Linked DNA regions of Mus musculus: all the other regions are linked to region 1. A link is a contact called in public HiCAR-type and HiChIP or PLAC-seq data. All regions are on one chromosome and are shown on one strand. Each heading gives the region's core, a stretch centred on a gene start, on an enhancer-like site or on the middle of the called end of the contact. The rest is flanking DNA. Distances are from core to core; before and after follow the strand shown. Region 1 holds the start of 4833412C05Rik (RIKEN cDNA 4833412C05 gene). Region 2 overlaps Igf1r (insulin-like growth factor I receptor). Region 3 holds the start of Pgpep1l (pyroglutamyl-peptidase I-like).

What was found. HiCAR-type assays count read pairs that join an accessible place to other places. HiChIP or PLAC-seq counts read pairs in DNA pulled down with a chosen protein or histone mark.
Region 2: a HiCAR-type map of kidney shows a contact between it and region 1, with 4 times the contacts expected there. The contact joins the enhancer-like site here to the promoter of 4833412C05Rik in region 1. A contact is called at or near these places in 3 of 484 Hi-C or Micro-C datasets (Sertoli cells, myocytes and primordial germ cells), 6 of 115 datasets of contacts at active chromatin or transcription factors (craniofacial prominence, embryonic limb bud, embryonic stem cells and 3 more) and 1 of 9 other capture datasets (embryonic stem cells).
Region 3: an H3K27ac HiChIP or PLAC-seq map of embryonic fibroblasts shows a contact between it and region 1, with 11 times the contacts expected there. The contact joins the promoter of Pgpep1l here to the promoter of 4833412C05Rik in region 1. A contact is called at or near these places in 22 of 39 promoter capture datasets (the 3T3-L1 cell line, 3T3-L1-derived adipocytes, the C10 cell line and 16 more), 1 of 15 datasets of contacts at CTCF or cohesin (the NIH/3T3 cell line), 2 of 484 Hi-C or Micro-C datasets (ECoMG myeloid progenitors and bone marrow-derived macrophages), 18 of 115 datasets of contacts at active chromatin or transcription factors (the NIH/3T3 cell line, T-cell acute lymphoblastic leukemia, craniofacial prominence and 12 more) and 4 of 9 other capture datasets (adipose tissue, embryonic stem cells, liver and 1 more).

Annotation. Positions count from the first base shown.
Region 1 is chr7:67,801,977-67,805,857 of GRCm38.p6, forward strand. 4833412C05Rik (RIKEN cDNA 4833412C05 gene) reads right to left here and starts at 1,520. Exons shown (of 3, transcript NR_045954.1): 1 at 1,389-1,520. It overlaps Gm34350 (a long non-coding RNA gene), which reads left to right and starts at 1,213. Exons shown (of 3, transcript XR_391567.3): 1 at 1,213-1,384.
Region 2 is chr7:68,078,880-68,082,652 of GRCm38.p6, forward strand. The region is part of intron 2 of Igf1r (insulin-like growth factor I receptor); the gene reads left to right. Among named protein-coding and RNA genes, the nearest start is that of Gm51488, 56 kb to the right of the region's middle. Within about 2 kb of position 1,837, at least 15 of the 459 cell types and tissues checked have an H3K27ac peak or open chromatin away from gene starts, as enhancers often do. A contact at or near this core is called in Sertoli cells and kidney, where this site is marked.
Region 3 is chr7:68,262,216-68,265,762 of GRCm38.p6, forward strand. Pgpep1l (pyroglutamyl-peptidase I-like) reads right to left here and starts at 2,018. Exons shown (of 4, transcript NM_030101.1): 1 at 1,929-2,018.

The DNA of each region.
Region 1 (3,881 bases), core at 270-2,769:
GGCCAACATCAAACAACTAATTATGGAATTAATTCTTCACTGGGTCCTCCCATCAGCACTGGGTGACGCCAAACTATAGGTAAATATTTGAATCCCACAGAGGATACAAAGGAAACATGGAAACCGGAGACACCGCTCATGTCTCCCTTCCAAAGTCATCAGTTCAGCTGGCAATAGAGCCGAGAGCTTATGTAACTAAGAAACCATCCCACGCAAGTTCCCACACCAGAGGGACACGGGGGTCGTTAGTGTCCAATTCGGGGGATCAGGGAAGACTTTGTGGGGGATTTATTCACGGCCTTGACAGTGGATCACAAAGAGCTCAGCAATGAAGGAAGAAAGCATCCCTGTAAAATTAGCCACCTAAAGTTCCGCCACCCACCAAGGCCCACAGTTTAGTGCTGCCATGAGTCCCCTCTGAACAGCCACAGGACAAGATCCACTTATACACGCTGTTGACTCCCTGCTGTGTCCATTTAACAGTGTGTGGTGGATATTTGGCCTCTGACAATTATTCCTAGTCTACATCCCATTTAAGCAGCCAAAGACGATTCCATTACATGGGTGTACAGTAAACGAATCAAATCCCTATTAATGAACATTTAGGGTTTGGGTCAAGGGTATATACACTCTGGAACCCCAAGGCCTGAGCCTGAATCCAGTTAGTGACCTGGCTGGGTGGTAGGAGGAAGGCTGTGTTTCTGAAGGCGTGGTCCTTCCCCGTAGCAGAGGTACCTGCAGATGGTAATGATGTGGGATATTCAGAACAGTGGTTAGCACCCAGGGAGCGCTCAATCAAGGCTCGGATCGGACAGGCTATAAGCACTCTGTCATCCTGACCAAAGTGTTGGTTTGCTCCCCTCTGTTTCATCACTCAAAACACCCAAAGTGCACACAGTCAAAAAGCACATACATGAGCGCAATCATCTAGTCACCACTGTGATCGGTAAGAGGTAGTGAACGAGGAGAGCCTCTGACTCCTTCCTGGAACCCATCAGGACCCTCCCGTTATCCACAAACCATCTAGTGAGGTTTCTTGATTTGCCTTCTGGGTGGCCTTCTGGAATCTAAAGCAAGAGGAGCATTCATAACAAGTCAAGTCAGACGCTTTCACTACGATTTCAAGGAGGGGAAGCTGGAGTCGAGGCCATGTTTGAAAATATAGGTCAAATCTTGGTTTCTGTGGTTACTGAACACTGTCAGCCACTGTGACTCCCTCTGTGTGGGTGATGCCAAGGTTCAGAGGTCTGACAGCCCTGTCTAGCTCCTCTACAAGTGTCACCTCTCTCGCCCCTCCCCAAGGTCTGAGGCTTCTCTCAGCCCTACTGACCCCCAGGCCCGAGGGTCCTGAGCTTGGGCAACACCCAGGAGTAAGCTACTGCAGGTACCTTGCTCTTCATGCCTGAGGTTGGGGGCGGGGTGCTGGGACTGCTGCTGCTGAAGTTCGGGATGTCTCCATACCCCTGCAGTTCTACCCACTAGTCTGCTGCTGCATGTGGGGACTGCCGGGGAGCAGGGAGGAGGCCATGTGGGGAGGGAACAATGTAGTGGGTTGTTTAGCTGACTGTCAGCCTCGTTCTGGGATCCTCCTTTCCACGCCCCTTGGCTTAACCGCCACAGGCACAGCTCACAGAGGCAAGAGCCCCCTTATTTGGTCTTGGAAAGAAAGGGGAAAGGTTATCCTCGGATGCCTGCGGCGTTGGGTCATCAGCCCGCAGTTGCTGGCCCGCACCCGCGGGTGCAGTTCAGTCTCCCACCGGCAGGTGGCGGCACCGCGCAGGGTCTGGGGAGATGGCCAGCTGGTAAACAACCCGCAGGATCCAATGCCCTAGGGTGGGGACCCGCCCGGATGGGGGTGGGCGCCTTATGAGTCCGCACGTGGACAGTGATGCGGAGGGAGAAGCTAAGCTTCAGAGGAAGGGAATGGGGAGGAAAGAGCCCAATACCTTGTTTGTGGGAGAGTCAAGCTTCCCGAATTGCTCTGGCTGTAGGGTGTGACTTTGCCTTGATGGATTTCACGTGAGCGGCTGGAGAGTGCGCTGTGCCAGGCGGGAATCTGCTTCAAAGTCACCCACGCGGGTTCAGGGGACTCGAATCTCTGGATGTGTGTCAGTAAGGCACCGTGTGGGGCTCTGCACCAGCTGGGAGATTCGCTTTCTTGCCCATCCTTTTTCCTCTCAATCTCCTCTCTACCCCCCCCCCCCCGCCTCCTCCTTGCTCTTCCTGCCTCTCCGTGAGCCTGGGGGTGTGAAGCGACCCACTTTCCTCCTTGTGGCCCGAAGAGTTTTTAAGTTCGAACCGCCACGTGGCTGGTTCCTTTCCTACACCTTCCTGCAAGAGAACAATTGCCACCATTTTATCTTGAGGTTAGAAAGGCTCTGGTCACCCCAACAGTAATGGACAATGCTGGTTCCCCAAAGCCAATGTTTGTTTCAGTGATTGAGAACTGCCACACACACACACACACACACACACACACACACACACACACACACACACACACGCACGCACGCACGCACGCCCCCCACCCCCACCCTTGCCGCCGCCCCTTCCAGTGACTCCTCCAGGTAAAGCCCAGGGGTATCACAGGGAGCTGGCAGGGCATAGTGGCCTCCCAACACTTTAACACTTGCCTTTCATCCCAGCACTCAGGAAGCAGGGGGCTTAGTGAGTTTGAGCCTAGAGGGCCAGTCAGGGCTATATAATTACATTCTGTCTCAAAACAAAAACAAAAACAAAAACAAAACGCCAAGATTTGGGCTGTAGTGGTTAAGAACACTTGCAGCTCTTGTAGGTGACCCAGGCTGGATTCCCAGCATACACAAGGTGATTCTCCACCATCTGCAACTCCAGTTCCAAGCGATGTCTTCTTCCAATCGCCTCAGGTGCCAAGCATGCATGTGGTGCCCATACATACATGGAGGCAAAGCATAAAATGGGTAAATTGCATTCAAAACAGAGCACAGAGACGTTTTAAAGATGGATCAACAGTAGACCCTCTTCCTGGACTTTCACTGACCTCCAAAATGGCTCCTAGGTGGTCAGTCTGCAGCACCGGTTCTTGTTGCTTGGTTGTTGATGGCTCCAAAGAGAAGCCGACAAGTCTAAGCTCTTCCCCATCTGCCTCCTGACAGGGACCCTAATGACCTCCCACTTTGGGTTTCTTCACCTGGGAAGACATCAGTTTTCTGAGTCACACAATTATGGACAACTTTTGAAAATTATTGGGGTGACAGGTTCATGCTTGCCTTACATCCTACGGTACCTGGTTGCATTTCTTTGTATGTGTTGCATGTATATATGTGGGGACATGTTCTAGTGGAGGGCAGTGGACAAGTTCAGTTTCCTTTCTCAGGCGCTGCCCACCTATATTCCCTTAGGTTGATCAGCAAGCCCCAGCAGTCTGTCTGTCTGTCCCCCAGTGCTGGGATTATACAGCAATCTCACACATTGAGATTTTCCTTCTTCCTCTTCTGCTTCTTCCCCTTCCTCTCTTTTATCTTAAAGTCTGTGCGAACAAGATTAAATCCAAGGAACATCTTTATTTTCCGTGAGACAGTTTTGAAGCTGTTCCTATTAATTTGGGTGGGTTCCTGGTTTCTAAGAATTCACTCAGCATGCCACATAGTAAGTGCGTGCGTGTGTGGGGAGTTCCCGAAAGGCTATCCAGGAACAGGCTGCTCCACAGTCTTTGTTTTATTGGTTACAGTCATTCAAAACTCCACTGATAGCCAGATGGTTCACCAAACCTCCAATTGCACAGGCTCGTGACTGCCTTCAGTGGCCTCTGTGGCATTTCTGTTTTATGTCACAGGAGGTCAGCCTGGCTCTCCTTGAAGGATCCTCTGCTCCTCTCTGGAGCCAGCTTGAATGACAGCACT
Region 2 (3,773 bases), core at 587-3,086, 280 kb after region 1:
TAGCTTGCTTCAGCATTGTATAACATGTATTGATTTTTCTATTTCCTCTCCAGAAAATCTCAGGCCCTTCTTTTCTCTGCAGACACAAAGGCTGGACTGTTCTCCAGAATCACCACTGGGGACCTCTAGGGCCAGGTCACTACTGTCAAAGGGGTCTGAATTCTCCAGGTTTCCCCTTCTCCTCACAAAACCCCCACCAGGAGCACAGTGTGACAATGAAGCTGCTTCTTACCCAGCACAAGTGCTCGTGGATCTGCAGATCCCACTGTCAGAGGTGACATGTGAACACCAGCTGTTAACAGGAGGTCTCCCCTCTCGGAGAAACAAGCACTTACAAAAGAACGTGTATCAGTAAACTCATCCATTTCAAAAGCATTTTCAGAGCTTGCTAATGAAAGTGGAGGCTTATGCAAAGTCACTTTCTCCCACCAAACCCTTCCCTTCCTTCCAGTGATGATGTAGTGTTAGGGCTGTATCATACCCTTTGAGTCACAGTCTCAGGTTAACTCTGGTGGTAGTGCTACGCAGAATACATTTCTAGGGAAAAAAAAGAGCGATGCTTAGTCAATGCTTTCTTACAGTATCACAGAGAGAGGCACAAGCCTGCCAAAATGACAGTTAAGATACTGCTATTTTGATAGAAATATTAGTAAATGTCATATTACCCTCTGCTAAATATTTATAGCATAGAATATAAACCCTAATGCACAATATTTTATGGAAGAAACCTCCTTTGTCTCATATCCATTACACTGTGCTGACATTGGTCTGTAGTTTCCCTCCAGAGGCCTGAAGGAAGAAAATGTTATTAATACCCTCTTATTCCAGCGGACATAAATTCCATTCCAAGAAAGCACCTTTGAGTCTTTGGTTCTTCTCAAAGTGGAATATTTTAAAATATACACATTTATTCTTTCCTGGATTCAAACATCAATGCTTTTCTTTAAAGGCACAAAGAGGGTGGTGGTAGAAGCAAATTTTGAGTTTTTGAGAGAAGGCAGCATGTTCAGGAGTGAGGCATATGGCCTATGTATATACGTGAGGCTCCTGTCAGGAAAGGAGAGGGCACTCAGAAATTGCAGTGTGCTCTGAGTTCAGCTCTGTGACTGAGCAGTGGTGCCCAGTAGCTGTGATTTATAAGGTAATATGTGCCAGACACTTTTCTCTGGGTCGTTTACAAGGAGTAGTCTAGAGTTGTACAGGCTTTGGTTCTTGGTCATAGTTTGGGGTTGTAGTAGATAGAGCCCCAAGGCATTTCTCAGGCAGGTGTAGGTTTCATGCCAGCTCTGTGAGGCGATTCCACCTAAAAATGTATGGGTGTAACTTCTACTCTGTGCTATGAGAAGTTGTCGGTGGTGGTCCTCAGATTGGTCATGTGTGAGAAAGAACTGTGCCTGCCACGAAACTCTGTGAATGGCTTAATGATTCTCTACAGTGAGCCTACGACTATTTTTATATACAAAGTGGACTTGAAGATTAACTGGTATAGAGACTGCCTCCCTCCGGCAGCAGGAAAGTGACCTGTCTGTACAGTTCCATCTCCACGGTAAGGTGATCCAAGGCCTGTTTACCTGCAGCCACTAGAAACCCTTGTGCAAATGTTTGCTGCTGTTTGGTAGTTGCGAGATCAGTAACCGTTTTTTTTTTCAGAATGGAGTGATTTCAGACACAGTTTGGGAAACACTTGAAATACCAAGTGACCTTAATTCACTGTAACTCTCCAACTGGAAAATGTGCCCAGTGTGTCCTTGAATCAAGAGCCCTCACCTCTTCACCCTTGCTGGCTCTGTAGCTATCAGCACTCCTGCTGTGTGGCCAGTGGGCTCCCGGGCTCCCGCCCCTGCAGCCTCCTCCCCTGCAGCCTCCCCTGCTGGTCTTCCATGCTTGGAGTGGGTCACTTGCCCTAACATCGTTTGTAGTTTGGCAGAAACCATGTGTGTGTGTTTCCTTGACCTTAACCTCACTGTGTACTTGCTCAAGGAATAATCTGAATCTGCTGATGTCTTAACTACTAAATCATGGTGACATTTCATAATAGTTAATCTCCAGATCCATAAGCAAAGAAAGTGGGGGAGCTGGAATATTGGAAAGACTGATACTGCAGCAGTAACAGATTGTTTGGAAACAGTAAGGTTCAAATAAATATTGTGAAAGAGGGCAGGAGAAGAAAAACATACAGCAAACAGCATCTCGTGCTGCTTTAACTTTGTTCTAGGCTTGAAGTAAACAGTTGGAGTTTTTTTTTTTTTTTTTTTTTTTTTGTCTTAAAGGTCATTCACATGCGCCAGTAGGTAACAATATGCAAATCCTTACGTATTGTGTTATTACATATTAGTATGTGTTTCTTTGAAAAAAATGTTTTTGTCATTGTTATTTTAATATGGGAATCGGGCTGCCCCCTTACCTCAGCTTTCTGAGTACCTGGGACTGCAGACACCATGCCTCACTAATCTAAAGGGAAAGCTGTGTTCTATGAGCTGTCACTTCTACAGGGAACGATCCAGATGTTTGATAATACTCCAGGAGGACATAGAAATAGAGGCAGTACTGAAGTCAGTGGCTCTGCAGTGTGGTTTATAGCCAAGTTTGTCCCACGACCTGCAGCAGTGAGGGGGAGACACATTGGGGCTTTACTGCTTGTTGTAGAAGCACACTGAAATGCCACAATGTTGAAATGAGAACGAAGGGAACAAGCCCTTCCTTATTTCAACCTCTGCTTGCCAACCTAGCCTCTGCCAGGTGACTTGACTTGAGAGTCCCGCCGGTTTCTGTCTCCTGGAGACACTTGTTGATCACACTGGTTGATCACTTTGATGTGTGAACGTCACATGCATGACTTAGCTGCGGGATCTCATGACTGGTGAAGTATGAACGTCACATGCATGACTTAGCAGTGGGATCTCATGACTGGTGAAGTATGAACGTCACATGCATGACTTAGCAGTGGGATCTCATGACTGGTGCAGTGTGAACGTCACATGCATGACTTAGCAGTGGGATCTCATGACTGGTGAAGTATGAATGTCACATGCATGACTTAGCAGTGGGATCTCATGACTGGTGCAGTGTGAACGTCACATGTATGACTTAGCTGTGGGATCTCATGACTGGTGCAGTGTGAACATCACATGCATGACTTAGCAGTAGGATCTCACGACTGGTGCAGTGTGAACGTCACATGCATGACTTAGCAGTGGGATCTCATGACTGGTGCAGCCAGGTGCTTGTTCCTCCTGGATGTGTTTGCTCACCCTCACAGACAGAGTCCTGTCTGTCGAAGTTCTGAAAAGCCCGCTTCTGAGGCATCTTTGAGGAGACACCTCTTTTCTTCCTGTATATGGGGTGCTGGTTGGTGTTGGAATGAGTCCCACTTTTAATGTTCCCCTCATCCTGTGTGGGTCCCAAAGCTCTGTATGTGTATGGTCGCCTTTGTGGTCAGTGGACAGCTTGTACCACACAAGCAGTGCTCCTTTTTTTGTGGGTGGAGGGTTGGTTTCATGACAGGGTTTTTCTATGTAGCCCTGGAACTTATTCTATAGACCAGGCTGGCCTCAAACTCAGAGAGATCTTCCTGCCTCTCAGGTGCTGGGAGTAAAGGCCTGTGTGACCACCTCAGGCCCATTGTTTTCTTTCAAATGAAGTGACCTGATGTTCCTACTGCGTGGGCTGTGTAGCCAAAGCCTACTAGTCCTCAGGCTGCAAATGGAGTCCTATTTTATAGCTGTGTCCTCCAGGCAGCTGTGGTGACTGTTTACGCAGAGACTGCTGGCCCT
Region 3 (3,547 bases), core at 768-3,267, 460 kb after region 1:
TGCTACATCAAGTCGCTGGACCCCAGGGCCTCTAGAGTAGGTAGCAGCACTGGAGAGGGGATCCAGCTGTGCCTGGCAACTGCTGAGTGTATTGGTCGTGGCCCATCATCAGGATTGGTTCCTAGGGAGAAAAACTTCAGGGGACAGAAAGCTTTTCAACAGAATGGCCCACCATCTCAGGACTACCATCTGGCTTTGACTGATAGGATACACAGTCTTGCAGCTGCTGTGGGAACCTGCAGCTCTAAAGAACGGCTTAGAAAATGTTGAGATTAAGTAGAAAGACCGAGAAGCCAGCTTCCTCTAGGATCATTAAAAACCCATCAACACACATTTCACACACTTTAGAACCACATTCAGCTTTGAGGAAACTACATCCTTGTTTGTTTTAAATTAGGAAAGACAACTCCGGGAGCAAGGTTAGAAGGTCTTGTTTTGCTGGGCTAAGCCTCATTCCCCATCAAGACTGCCTTGGAATAGAGTTGGGTAGTCAGCCAGAAAATGTGGTAGAATCATCGAACCCTGGGGAGGACTGCAGGTTCGCCTGGTCTCTCATTTTACTGTTGGTCCCAGCCAACACCTTAATCTAAAGGCTGTTTGTTAGAATCCTTGCATTTCACCATCTGTCTACATACCAGTTGTCAAGACAAGATTTACACAACTAGGGGCTCCAATAAAATGAAGAGTCTGTCCTCCGGCAAACTCAAAACATTACTAATAAAGGCAGGCCACACTCTGGGATCCAGTGGGCATTTCCCAATGGCGCCTGACTCCCAGCAACTGCTGGCTGATGAGAGAAATGTAGGGAAAGACGTGAGTCCAAGAGGGGGCAGCACATTTCCATGCCCATATTTCATTTGAGACAGGCACTGCTTTTACCAAGAGTATGGTTTCCTGAGGACGTCAAATGTAATTTGAGCCATTCCATCTCTGGACCCGAAATAAAAAAAAAAAAAAAAAAAACAAATCAGAAGTGCAAGGGAATAAGAGTGTCTCAAAAGAATGCTCTTTTCTTTTCTTTTTTTTTTTTTTCCTTCCTCCTTTTGGAAGGCTGATAGTATGAATCACTGTCCGAAAGTATTTATCAAAGAAGCTTTCAATTAGGACAGGTGACAGGAATCCTTTGTTTCCCTTTATCGAATACAAGTTGGAAAACTTGAAATGTGCCAAATGTGTCTAACTAAAAATAAATAAAGCGCTTTGGTGTCTGACTAAAAATAAGAGCATCGTGAGGAAAGAGTAAGCCCATAGGGACCAGCTGTGACAATGACAGGTGCCTGTGGCTGGGGTGACTTCAGATGTGCGGCTGAGATGGAGGACAGAGCAGCCACCATTCCTTCCAGGCTGACCTTTTGGGGTTCAGAGGCATCAACCAGTGTGTGTGTGTGTGTGTGTGTGTGTGTGTGTGTGTGTTCAGTGGCATCCACAACCAGTGTGTGTGTTGGTTATTTCAGTGTTTCCATAGTAGCAAAAGCACCATGGGGGTTGGCGACTGCAGTCTCCATCAAGGCCTGGTCCTTTAAAAAGGATGGTATGAGGCCCTGTGATGGTTAATTCTGTCTAAATCTGCAATTCGATGGTCTCCACTGGGTCCTAGGCTTAGGGACAGCAGGTGGTAGCCTGGGCTCCTCCCCAAGGGGCTGAAGGACAAACAAGGTCTGAGAGAACCTAAGCCACAAGTGGGCACCTCCGTGCATGGCACTCAAGTTATTTGTGGCGAAGGGGCTCAGAGGCAGGAAAGCCTGTGTTTTTTTTTAATAGGGCTGAGCAGGAAGTCAGCTTCCATCTGGAATTCCTACCAACACCAGTTGCCACCCGTGTTCCCCTGGGAGAGCTGTTTACAAGCAGAGTCGAGCAAGTGCGCATTCCAGGCCCCAGCAGAAAGCAGCCAAAACCAAAACCCGGAACGCAGGGAAACTTGGGCTTACCGGTCACCACCACGCAGCGGGACTGCGAATCCATGAGACCCGGCTGCGCTAGGCTGGTCCAGCCGAGATCCAGGATGGAAAAGACCACGTGGGGAGTGTGGAAAGGCCACGCCCCTCGGGAGCAGAACTGGCGGCCTTTGGACACTCGAGGGTCATAGCGCCGCCAGAACTAATATGGACTCAGCTTAGTTGGTTCCGTAGGATACATGACATCATGGTGCTCGACCCTATAGCAACCAACTGTCCCAAGACTGTGGGGTTACTAGGACCCACCACTGAAATCGCTCAAGCTAGGACCGCGCGGGTCACCCTCTCTGTTTTTTGCACCTATCTTCTTGATTACCTTGATTTTTTTTTCCTTTTTCCTTTTTTTTTTTTTTTCTCGGTAGAACCCCCTGCTGCCTGGAGTATTGCCCTGTGTTTGGAAAGTGTGACTTGGCTTATGATTGTTCTTGAATTCTGCAAAGCGTTTAAACAAGCAACCAAACTCGCAGCAAACACTCACTGGAAGCTGACTGTAGGCGGTGCTTGCAAGCACCTGCTGCCTAGACCCAGTGGGTCCACCGTCAAATTTCTGTTTTCTTGTTCTGCGGAGTGGGGCTCACCCCCGCCCGCTTAGACGGAGCATACTGCCTCCCACGCATGTCCCCAGCTGCATCTGCCTGGAGCGACAGGGTCTCACCAGCTGGCTGATGTCTGCTGGCTTCAGACTGGCTCATCCTGTCTGCGAAGTGCTTCCTACTGCGTTCCCTGGCAAAAAAATGCCATCCGATGTCACCCACGGTCTTGGCATTTCTCTGAGTTAGTTGAGCTCTTAAAATCTGTCAGAGAAACAATGACGGGAAACCTTACTTTTGGGACAGTTCACCTATTGATGCAGCCTGCTGGCTTTTCAAAAATACTTAAGTTTTGTTTTTGTTTTTTTGTTTGTTGTTGATATATATATATATATATATATATATATATAAAACAACAACAACTCTCTCTCTCTTATGAGAGAGAGAGAGAGAGAGAGAGAGAGAGAGAGAGAGAGAGAGAGAGAGAGAGAGAGAGAGAGAGAGAAATAAAACTCGGGGCTGGAGAGATGGCTCAGCGGTTAAGAGCACTGACTGCTCTTCCAAAGATCCTGAGTTCAAATCCCAGCAACCACATGGTGGCTCAAAACCATCTGTAATGAGATCTGAAGCCCTCTTCTGGAGTGTCTGAAGACAGCTATAGTGTACTTATACGTAATAATAAATAAATAAATCTTTAGAGAGAGAGAGAGAGAGAGAGAAATAAAACATACTTCTCTCTCCCCATCCGGGTGAGGCAGGGAAGCAGCCACGGGTGATCTGATGAGCCCCAGTAGTTGTTAACTACTTAATTGGCCGCGTGAGACATTCCCTTTAATTGGCCCTGGAGGTGGGGTCCTGGCTTCTTTTGTTTTGAGAAAGCCAGCTCTATCCCTCCCTGCCACCCACGCATCCACCCCGCCCCCCAGGCTGAGACCCGACTAGATTCTAGAGGAACTCAGGGGCTTTGTACTGGACCTGGTTGCAGGTGGGGTGGGAAAGAGGGGGTGTCTTGGTCCTAGTTTCTCACATTCCTGTGGGCATTTGTAGACATTTGTCCAACAC